Linked DNA regions of Sus scrofa: region 1 is linked to region 2. A link is a contact called in public Hi-C data. All regions are on one chromosome and are shown on one strand. Each heading gives the region's core, a stretch centred on a gene start, on an enhancer-like site or on the middle of the called end of the contact. The rest is flanking DNA. Distances are from core to core; before and after follow the strand shown.

Evidence for each region. Hi-C and Micro-C count contacts between places; a contact is called where the count stands out from the background.
Region 1: a contact with region 2 is called in a Hi-C map of fetal liver, with 1.8 times the contacts expected there. The contact joins the promoter of ILVBL here to the promoter of AKAP8 in region 2. A contact is called at or near these places in 1 of 5 promoter capture datasets (fetal liver), 3 of 47 Hi-C or Micro-C datasets (fetal liver, liver and mesenteric adipose tissue) and 1 of 2 datasets of contacts at active chromatin or transcription factors (alveolar macrophages).

What each region holds. Positions count from the first base shown.
Region 1 is chr2:62,433,786-62,439,487 of Sscrofa11.1, forward strand. It overlaps ILVBL (acetolactate synthase-like protein), which reads left to right and starts at 1,583. Exons shown (of 16, transcript XM_003123453.5): 1 at 1,583-1,771; 2 at 2,324-2,468; 3 at 3,885-4,086; 4 at 4,206-4,333; 5 at 4,419-4,557; 6 at 4,651-4,762. The coding sequence starts at 2,334.
Region 2 is chr2:62,220,785-62,226,159 of Sscrofa11.1, forward strand. It overlaps AKAP8 (A-kinase anchor protein 8), which reads left to right and starts at 1,276. Exons shown (of 14, transcript XM_003123431.4): 1 at 1,276-1,550; 2 at 3,892-3,930. The coding sequence starts at 1,478. AKAP8L (A-kinase anchor protein 8-like) reads left to right here. Exons shown (of 24, transcript XM_005652898.3): 13 at 584-679; 14 at 780-1,550; 15 at 3,892-5,375. The coding sequence ends at 1,082. The region is part of intron 1 of LOC110259330 (a long non-coding RNA gene); the gene reads right to left.

The DNA of each region.
Region 1 (5,702 bases), core at 333-2,832, 210 kb after region 2:
ATTTCACTGTATGTGTATTTTGCTACAATTAAAATTTAAAAAGTTAATGTTATGAGAGGCACTCAGTATTAGCAAGAGGAGTTATTTGTCTTGTAAATATCTTGGTGCTGAAAAGATGTGAAGACATCTTCTTAGACAGGTTGAACCAGAAGGACTGGTGCCTCTCAGGGTCATACACCAACCATATGCTCCTTCTCACGTGTAGCATCTTCTCCAAGAACACAGCCTAGTGAGTCACCATCCAGCATCCACAGCATCCAGTTCAAACTGTCTTCCAAGCCGGAATGGGGTTTTTTATGGCTGGTGACCCACAGACTTGGGGAGAAACGTCCAATCCACATGAAAAATAATTTTTTTTTTGGTCTTTTGTCCTTTTAGGGCTGCATCAGCCGCATATGGAGGTTCCCAGGCTAGGGGTCTAAACGGAGCTATAGCTGACAGCCTACGCCAGAGCCACATCAACGCCAGATCTGAGCTGCTTCTGTGATCTATGCCACAGCTCACTGCAACGCTGGATCCTTAACCTATTGCGCGAGGCCAGGGATCGAACCCACAACCTCAGGGTTCCTAGTCGGATTCGTTTCCGCTGCTCCACGACAGGAACTCCCAAAATAAATGTTAAAGTCATAACAGACAATAAACTTCAAAGGATGCATGGGAAACACACACGGAAGTTCGCGGATTTAGCAATTTAAATATGTTGTGAATATTCCTGCCCTCTCTGGCGGTAAGGTCTTGATCTATGGTCTTCCGTGGTCCTTGGCCATGACCTCACTGGCTCCTCACTGGCTTCTGTTCTCCATCACCACTTCTGAAGCTTTCTCGTTTCATTTACACTTGGTATGATTGTCCATAGGGGCTTTGTAATAGCCCCAAACTGGAGAAACAGAAATGTTTCTCAATAGGAGAGGGTGAGGAGTTCCCATCGTGGTTCAGTGGTTAACGGATCCGACTAGGAACCATGAGATTGAAGGTTCGATCCCTGGCCTCGCTCAGTGGGTTAAGGATCCAGTGTTGCCGTGAACTGTGGTGTAGGTTGCAGACGCGGCTCGGATCTGGAGTTGCTGTGGCTCTCGCGTAGGCCGGTGGCTACAGCTCCGATTCAACCCCTAGCCTGGGAACCTCCATATGCCGCGGGAGCGGCCCAAGAAATGGCAAAAAGACAAAAAAAGACAAAAAAAAAAAAAAAAGGAGAGGGTGGGGACCTGGCCTCTTCCATGGCAGTATTGCGGTAGGATGGGAGGTGGAGTCTGGTATTAGATCGAGAGGGCGAGGTTTGTTGGGGGTGAGGTCCCGAAAGATGTGGACTCTGGCAAAGGGACCGTGACTGTTCAGACCGTGACTGTTCAGGCTCCGCCTACGAGAAGAGGTGTTCAGCGCCGCGGTTGCGGAAAGCCGCCTGGGTTCAGAGCGCAGGGAATCTGCGGAGGCCCGCAACAATCCGCCAAATGAAGGGCTGGCTCTTGGAAGCAGCAAAGGGGCGCGGCCTTTTGTAAAAGGCCTGCAGTGAGAGTCAATGAGAAGCGAGAGAGGGCGGAACCTGTGCAGAGGCAGCCAGTAAGAGGGAGGGCTCTTATGGGAGGTGCCTGTGTACCGGAACATGGCTACCGGTCAGTTCCGCCCACGCGCTTCGAGTTGGACTACCGGGCGCCCTGATCCAAGTGGGCGAAAGGGGCAAGGTCATAGGTTCCGGGTCCAGCCTCTTCAGGCTGCGCGCCCCGTCACGTGACACGAAGGGCGCCTAATTACACCGGAGTCGGCGGATTTTCGTGTAGGTGAAGGTTAAAGTGCCCCGTGGGTCGGAGAAGCATCCCGGTGCGTCCAGACCTCGCTGCCTGGGGTTGGGGGTTAGGCTCGGGCCTGGGCGCTTGCTAGCGGAGAGGGGCCTGGCTTGAAGACAGTGTCGCGCACGCTAACTTGGGGGGCGTAGATGTAGGATGGGCTCATCTCCAGGGCTGAGAGTCTTGGTCCTTGATGGCAAAGAGAGGCGGAACTTCCCGCTGATCCATTGAGGAGCAAGTAAATGGGAAAATAACTCTTTTGAGGCATTGTCGCCGCTTTGACCTGTGATGGCACAGTTTAGGTGGTCATGGTGAGGTATGCGGGGAGGCGGGGGGTGGCGGGGGCGGTGCTGGTGTTGCAAGAGGCTTGGCCTGATCCCCGAGGGGCTTGGCCTGGTCCGGAGCCTAGCGGTGTAAGGGGCGTGGTCGCTCAGAAACTCGCGACAAGGAGCGTGGTTCGGAATCTGAGCTGGGAGTGGGGGAATGCCTTCTGAGGTCGCGGTTGTCGCGCCAATGTCCTAGCGCTCTCCTTTCTTTCTTAGGTGCTACCATATGGAGACCCCCGCGGCCGCCGCCCCTGCTGGGGGCTTCTTCCCCTCTTTCCTGTTCCTGGCCTTCGGGACGCTAGTGGCCGCCTTGCTGGGCGCTGCTTATCGCCTGGGGCTCTTCTATCAGCTAACGCATAAGGTTTGGGGGAATACGGGGGTGGCGGCCGGGGGCAAGTAAAGAAGGAGTGGACTTCCAGCGCTCTTTCCAGCTAACTCATTTTACAGACGAGGAAAGTGAGGCCCGACTAATCAGAGGAACTGGTCGGGAGAGTTTTTCCAGGGTTCCGTCGCCACTGCCCCGAGCTGCTTGCGGAGCTCTGGACTTTGCCTCAGGGAAGAGATCACCTGGAAGCCACAGCTGCCCGGGGCATTCAGTACCCCGCCAACCTCCTACATCTGGGGCCTGGGGCCCGTTTTACAGAGCAGTACCCTAACAGGGTGGGGTCAGAGTGCTGAACACAGGCTCCAGAGGAGGAGGCTGTGACAATTTTGTGACAGTTGCTGAGCTCAATGCTTTAGAGGGGTTTTCCCATGTACCCAACACGTTCCTGAATAGATGCTCTGGTTTCTGTCTTCATTTTCCATAGGAGGAAACCAGGGCTCATAGAGGTTGTATGATAATTGCCTTAGGTGAAGAGCTGACCCCACAGACCTTGCTCTGAACTACTTGGCTCCTCTTTCAGAAATTTACCCCTTCCCCAGACCCTCCGCCTAGTCTTTCCTCTCCTAACCAGAATCAACACCACTAGCCTTGAGGATTTGTGGTGATTTAAAGCAAAGCAAAGACCCCTGGTGTTTGGGGCTGTGCAGAAGTTGGCGTTGGGAGGCCCCAGCACTGTTTGTGCCACCACTTGGTAGCTGGCAGCCTGACACCTGGGCCTGGCCCAGTGAGTTGGAGAGAGTCTGATAGGCTGGTGTCAGTCAGCAGTCATGTAATGAGGCCCTTTTCCTGGAGGGCAGGTGTTCTGGAGTCCCAGCAGATGACCCCTGAAAACTTCCCTTGGTTCTTAGGATCCACCTTCTCTTACGTCTCTCCCTACTTGCTCCACTATTCCCAAGGAATGTGGGCAGTGTTACAGAGTGGAGTGCTTTAAGAGCATTGGTCCAATGAGACTTCTCTTTTTATGGCCACACATGAAGCATATGCAAGTTCCCTGGGCTAGGGGTTGAATTGGAGCTGCAGCTGCTGGCCTATGCCACAATCTCAGCAATGCTAGATCCTTACCACTGAGCAAGGCCAGGAATCAAACCCATATCCTCATGGTTACTACATCGGGTTCTTAATCTGCTGAGCCACAGTGGGAGCTCTGGTTCTATGGGACTTTGAATTTTGCTCAAGAGTCTTGGTCTCTGTAGTTGTAAAAGGATATAACGTCAAGAGGATCTGATAAGATAATATGTCCTATGCTGAGCCTGGGGTATAGCATACTATGTGCCTAATCAACACCAAGCTTCCCCTCCTTCCTTCCTGGGGGAGGGGGATCATTCCTCTTACCCCCTGCCCTGGTGTCCTTGCCCTGGTTCTTGACAATCTTCTCTCCGTCTTTGGGCCCAGGTGGACAAGGCAAGCATCCGGAATGGTGGGGAGAATGTGGCAGCTGTACTGAAGGCCCATGGTGTGAAGTTTCTTTTCACACTGGTTGGTGGGCACATTTCCCCACTGCTGGTGGCCTGTGAGAAGCTGGGCATTCGTGTGGTGGACACCCGCCAAGAAGTCACGGCCGTCTTTGCTGCCGATGCTGTGGCCCGCCTGACTGGTGAGGGCAGAGTGGAGAGGGCTAGGGTTGATGAGACTGGGATGCCTTTGAGGGGCAGGGTTTTTTTGGGGGGAGCGACCAGGAGTGTGGGCATAGCTGTGACAGGGTTTGTGTTCCAGGGTCTGTGGGTGTGGCGGCAGTGACGGCAGGCCCTGGCCTTACCAACACAGTGACTGCGGTGAAGAACGCCCAGATAGCCCAGTCCCCGATCCTGCTTCTGGGTGGGGCTGCCAGTACCCTGCTGCAGGTGCTCTGTCCCTGGGGGGTGGCAGCAGCTTCAGGGAGTCTGGAAGTTCTCATGTGTTGACTCCCTGGAATCCAATCTCTACCAGAACCGGGGTGCACTCCAGGCTGTCGATCAGATGTCCCTGTTCCAGCCACTCTGCAAGTTTTGTGCTTCTGTGCGAAGGGTGAGAGATATCATCCCCACCCTGAGGGCTGCGATGGCTGCTGCTCAGTCGGGCACCCCTGGTAGGTGGTGAAGTGGGGGTTGGGCAGTAGTCAGGCCATAGGGCCTGGAGGCTGGGAGGCACAGCAGACTCAGCATTCTCCTTGTCCATGTAGGCCCAGTGTTTGTGGAACTGCCTGTTGACGTGCTGTACCCCTATTTCATGGTTCAGAAGGAGATGGTGCCAGCTAAGCCACCCAAGGGCCTCGTGGGTCGAGGAGTCTCCTGGTGAGTAGCCCCACTCCTACCATGCTCTCGCCTCTCCCCTGGCTCCTCCTGCAACCTCCTGCCAGTGCCCATTCCTCCTTTGACTCATTCGTGGATTTCACATCAGTTGAGAGGAGCCAGCCATGGGAATAGCTTTCCAGATAGAGGTGCTGAGGCAGGGATGAAGTTGGTGTGTTGGGAAAGCAAAGTGGCAGCAGGTAAGCAAAAGGGAGAGGGGCAGAGGCTAAGCAGAACAGCCAGTAGGAGCCACTGGGCAGACCTAGGGCTTTTTTTTTTTTTTTTTTTTTTTCTTGCCTCCCCTTGTCTCAGGTAGTTCCCAAATCAGTGATCAGATCTGGATCCTTAACCCATTGTGCTGGGCCAGGGGTCCGACCCGCATCCCAGGGCTCCCAATACACTGCTGATCCCGTTGTGCGGCTTTGTTTTTTGTTTTTTTGTTTTTTTTGTCTTTTGTCTTTTGTTGTTGTTGTTGCTATTTCTTGGGCCGCTCCCGCGGCATATGGAGATTCCCAGGCTAGGGGTTGAATCGGAGCTGTAGCCACCGGCCTACGCCAGAGCCACAGCAATGCGGGATCCGAGCCGCGTCTGCAATCTACACCACAGCTCACGGCAACGCCGGATCGTTAACCCACTGAGCAAGGGCAGGGACCGAACCCGCAACCTCATGGTTCCTAGTCGGATTCGTTAACCACTGCGCCACGACGGGAACTCCCGGCTTTGTTTTTAATTTGAGATCTATTGAGAAGTAATGCAGGGCCTTGAGCATTGGCGTGGGATACCCTGGTTCGGGTTTTTATTACGTTTCCTCTGGCTATTGCTGGAGAGTAAACTTTGGGGTTGGGTGGAAGCTGGGAGGCCAAGGATGAGGTGTGCTGGTCACTGGGATGAGAAATGATGGTGGCCTGGAATCTGGGTGGTAGCTGTGGGATGCAGAGATGTG
Region 2 (5,375 bases), core at 26-2,525:
CCTGCAGAGTATTAAGTGTCTCTTTTTAACCTTCCCATTTGGGGGTATAATTCTTAATCCTGGGAATCCCATGGAATAAAAAGATGTATGTATATTAGTTAAATACACTGACTGACGTTCATATTCCTGCTTTTATACCTCGTTTATCCTAGAGAGTTCCTTTCATATTAAGGCAGGTGGCCCCTTGTTAGGGGTTGCACATTTACTTGGTCTTCAATAGGTTTCTTAATTTGTTCACTGCTTATAATTTTTATGTAAGCAAATCAGATTTCTGCCATACAGCTGTAAAGACATGTCTTTAATCAGTTACAGTTACATACAGTAAGTAAGTATGGTATGGAAAGATGGAGGAGCATTTGGGCAAGGATCAAATCAGGTCATGGTTCCATGCTTGTAGAGGGGAAATCAAGCTTGTACCCAAGGGTACATTTACAGACCTACGAAATCTGGTTGGAATCATTGGCGGTGCTGAGCCCCGAGGTGTAGGTGGAGAGGGGTGCCCTTACCGATCTGGCTTGGTGGGAATGGGGCGAGTTTTGGATGCCTGGAGCAGCCTCTCCAGCCCTGCCTGCCTTGCCCGCAGCTCATGATGGAGCAGTCTAAGAAGTCCTCGCTCATGGTGGCTCGCAGCATCCTTAACAACAAGCTCATCAGCAAGAAGCTGGAACGCTATCTGAAGGTGAGGTGCTTGCCTTTGTCACGCGGCCCGGTCCCCAGCCCCGGTGCCTGATTCGGGCCCTGGGGTGCTCCCATTTCTAAAGTATCGCCGTCCCCCGCAGGGAGAGAACCCTTTCACCGACAGCCCGGAGGAGGAGAAGGAACAGGAGGAGGCCGAGGGCGGTGCCCTGGATGAGGGGGCGCTAGTCGAAGCAGCGGGAGTCGCAGAGGACGCGCCGGCTCAGCCCCCGGTGCCCCCGGAACCGGTCTCTGGGGCTGCGACCCCGCCCCCACCTCCGCCCCCTGAGGAGGAGGAGGAAGCCTTGCCCCTGCTGGGCGGGGCGCTGCAGCGCCAAATCCGAGGCATCCCAGGCCTCGATGTAGAGGCTGACGACGAGGAGGAGGGCGGAGGGGGCGCTCCATGACCCGGGCGGGCGGGGCCCGCGTGGCAGAGGCTAGAAGCGGAGTCTAATAAAGTTCTTCCCTTCCCACCTCTTCTTATTTTGTCTGTGGTGCGGTCCTAGTGGGCGAGCGACTGGATCTCTGCTTAGAGGTGTGTATCTGTGGGTGGGCCTCGGAAGGATGGGTTGCAGCTGCGCACTAGCGGCGAGGAGAAGCAGGGATACGCTTGCGCGCTGCGAGGCACAGCGGCCCGGACCAAAACTCCCAGGATGCTATGAGCACCGATCCGGAACAACCGGAAGGCCACCTGGAGTGGTGAGGGCGGGTCCGTCGTAAATTCCCGCCAGTAGTTGCGCGCGGAAGGGGTGACGTATCAACTGGCTTACCAGTAGAAGACAGCGGGAGTTGGGTTCAGCGCATGCGTCCTGTGGTAGTCTGGAAAGAGGAGCTGCTGGCGGGCCGAGCTGAAGACATGGAACAGGGCTACGGAGGTTAGTGTGGGCAACTTAGTGCGGGGTGGGACGGGCAGGTGGTGCCCAGGCGACACCGTCGCCGCGCAGAGGGCCACGGGCTGGGGCCTACTCCAGAGCCCAGTTACTACAGTCCGGCCCTGCAGAGGGGCGGCCGGGACGCGCGCACGCAGTTCATTGGACCTCGGCGCAGTCGCTCCCGGGCCGCTGCATGCGGATTGGCCGATGGAACCTGGGGACGTCGGCGGAGTTCGGCTGGCCGACGCTACGGCGGGCTTCGGGGGGCGCCTTGAGCCTTTAGGACCGTTTCTGCTTCTCAGCCCCACCGGGGCTGTAGGCCCCGCGGATCCCTGCCGCCCGCAGGGCCGCAGCCTCTTTCGGAAGACGCCACAAAATGGCGGCGCCAGAGGGCGGAGCTATGGCGCGAGCTTGTGGGGCGTGGGGTCTGCAGCCGCGGCGGGAGGAGGGACTGCTGTCTCTTTCCCGGCCTTCGGGCCTTCCTGGGTACTTGCGGGGCTTCGTTGGGTCTTCTGCGCCGCCCACGTGGCCTGGAGCACCGGTCCGGAAGCGGTATGAGCGGCACAGGTTCGGACCGCCAGCGGTGCAGTGCTGAGGCCTTGAGTAGTGCGGCGCCTGCGTTCTCCCTGGGTTGTGTAGCTCTGAGGCAAGACACTGAGAGTCAAATGCTGGGTGTTTTCTTTGTCAAAACTTGGAAACCCGTTAGTGGTTCTCCTCCGGGCATCGCCTTGTGGTGGCCTGGAGATGCCAGAGGGGTTTTGTAAAAGAGAATGTGCCCTTTCTCCACTTGAGTTTCAGAGCCTGCGGCAGGACCTTCTTGGGTGACCTCTCAATCTAGAATCAGCCTCCTGGGAGGCTTTTGTTCTATGCTGGAAGCCGCGTTTACCCGCCGGGAGCAGTAGAAATATGCAGGAATGGGCTTGACCAAGCTCCGATACCCCATCCAGGTGTTTGAGGTTTGAGAAGCAAGCGATCTGATTTTGGCTGCAACAGGGAAGGCGCTAGTCTTGAATGGTGGCAGTATTAGCAGGAGACCAGCAGCAGGAATTGCAGAAGCAGAAAAGTTCCCAGGTGCATGGTAGTGCTCTGTTGACTCAATCTGGTTCTCTAGTCTTTTTTGCAGTCTTACTGCATCTCGCCATTTTTTCCCTGCCTTCCCACCAGATCTTTTAGTTAGTAGTAATCCCGCCTCAGGCGAGGCTTGACAGTTGCTCTTTGGACCTCCATCTGGGTCCAAGTCCTTGTTCTTCTCAGTGTTGTTGGGCAAGTGCCTTATCGTCTGGAGCCTCTGTAGAAGCGGGTTTATAGTGTCTATCTCAAAGGTTGTTGTGAGGTTGATGTTAATAGCATATATGTCCCTTAGACCAGTGCCCCACAGTTGGTTACTTGCTGTTAAAATCACTACTCTGCTTTTCTGCTGCACATGAAAAACTGTGACATGGGGAGGTTAGCTTGCGGAAGGCAAGCTTCCACAGGGTGACTTTGGATCAAGTCCCCTAACCTCTGAACTGTAGCTCCCTCATCTCTGAACAGCAAGCATTCGGGGCACCAGCTAACGTGTGCTGAATGCCTGACCTGTGTTAGCATACAGAAGGCAGTCAGCTAGTGATTTAATTAGTCCTAGTAGGAGAGAAAGGATGTCTTAGAGAAGATGCTTTGTAAAGGTGAAGTCATTTAAGTCAGTATGGATGATTGCCTGTGCTCATCTGTGTACTGGGTTTCAGGGACACAGATGAAAAGGAGCCAGACAGATGGTATCATGAGGGTGTCTGGAGGAGCAGAGGGAGCCCCCATGGAGAGGAATGTAGTCTGATGCCTTAGGCCAGGCTGTTGAAGCTCTGGGACTTTCAAGCCCAGGGGAGCATTGGAGGGTTCATAGTCACATAGAAATGAGGCATAGGGAGTCACAGCTGTTCTCTCCAAATTTTCAGAGTTTTTTTTCCCGGTTTTGGGGTACTTAATGGATGCTTGTGGGAGGGCAAGGTTGGGGACTGTGACCTAATGATGGACTAGCTATTCCACAGTGTCTTCCTCAGTTGTAGGCCGAGGCTTAGGCCAAGGTCCTAGGCAAGGTCCAAGGCAATGGACAGAACTGGCCTGGAAGCTCATTCCCCCCCCCCACCTCCTTTTTTTGCCTTGACCTCAGGCAGGTGGAGTATGATAATGCAAAAGCCAGCTGTGGGATGACTTTTAGGGGGGTGTTGTTACGGTTGTGCTGTCTTCTTGCAAGGCTGGCCCTGAACTATTTCAGGGAGATCCCTTTATGCTCCTCAGAGCGCTTCAGAAGTACCTGTTCTCTGGTGTGATAAATGTGACTGCTAACCCACAAGTCTTCTATTCACAGGCTATGGGGCATGGAGTGCTGGGCCCACCAACACCCAGGGTAAGTGGCACCTGCTTTTGGGTGAGGCAACGCAATTGTCTACCCACCCCACCCCCAGCACCAGTATGACAAAATTGGGACAAGGAAATCTTTCTCTTGTTTTTCCTCTCTTTTTTTTTTTTTTTTTTTTGCCACACCTAGGCCATGTGGAAGTTTCAGAGCCAGGGGTTGACGCCATGCCACAGCATCAACCAAGCCACTGCGCCACAATGGGAACTCCATAGAATTCTTAAATTTACCCTACCTTCACTTTTGGCACTTTCATTTATTATTATCATTTTGCATTAGTGGGATATGTTTGTTATAATTTATAAACCAATGTCCATACATTGTCATTAATTATAGTCCATGGTTTATATTAACTTTCACATTGTGGCTCGGTGTTAACAAACCTGACTAGTATCTATGAGGATGCAGGTTTGATCCCTGGCCCTGCTCAGTGGGTTAAGGATCTGCTGTCGCCATAAGCTGAGGTTGTAGGTTGAAGGTGCACCTTGGCTCTGGCGTTGCTGTGGCTATGGTGTAGGCCGACACCTGTAGCTCCAGTTCAACCCCTAGCCTGGGACCTTCTGTGTGCCACGGGTGCAGCCCTAAAAAAAAAAATTTACTGTTATACAGTTCTGTGAGTTTAGTACATAAATAATGTATCCTTTCTCAAAATGTACGTCGTGAATTATTCTTTCCTGATTTTTTTTTTTCCTTTTCCAGTCATTTAAACACAACCGATTCTTAGCTTTTGGGCTGTACAAAAACAGAGCTGTGGACTGGATTTGGCCCCTGGGGCTTCTTTGCTGACCCTGCTCTTGAATATGTATCATACTGCTAAGTGTGTTTAAACAGCCGGAATGTGCACTCTGGTGGGCGAGGTTTTCCGCTTTTTGCCAGCATCTGTTCCAGGGGATTGGACAAGTGTTTCCTTTGTTTTCTGAGTCTGGTACTTGGCCCTAGCACCACTGGGAGCAGGAAGACTTTTCTGCCCATCACCGAGTTTCCCAGGAGGAGGTCTTAACGTGTTACTCAGGCACCCTTGCTTAGTTGAGTTGGGGACATGATTTTTCCATCATTACATTCTCCATGCTGTTGGCAGTGCTTTAGCTCTGGCTTCTGGTGAACTGGCATTTTAGAAGGCTTCTGCCTGGGGACCTGGCCCAAGTGGCCTCTTGGCTGGTGGCCCAGCCCACGCTGGCTGAGCTTCTTGGAAAAAGGCTTCATGTGCTTTCTCTTGCCCAAATGGAAGATATCAGGCTTGCTTAGGAGAGAAACCCTGATTATGCTTAGTTGAGTACTCTGTTGGAAATTAGTTTTTCAGTTAGTGGACCCCAGCTTTTCCTGGCTTTAATGGGCAACCAAGAGTGCCTCCTGGAGCACTGGCATGGCTACCCTCAGTCCTGGCCTTGTGGATAATGGAGTGCGGTGACAGCTGTCCTTCAACATTGGGCTGGGGT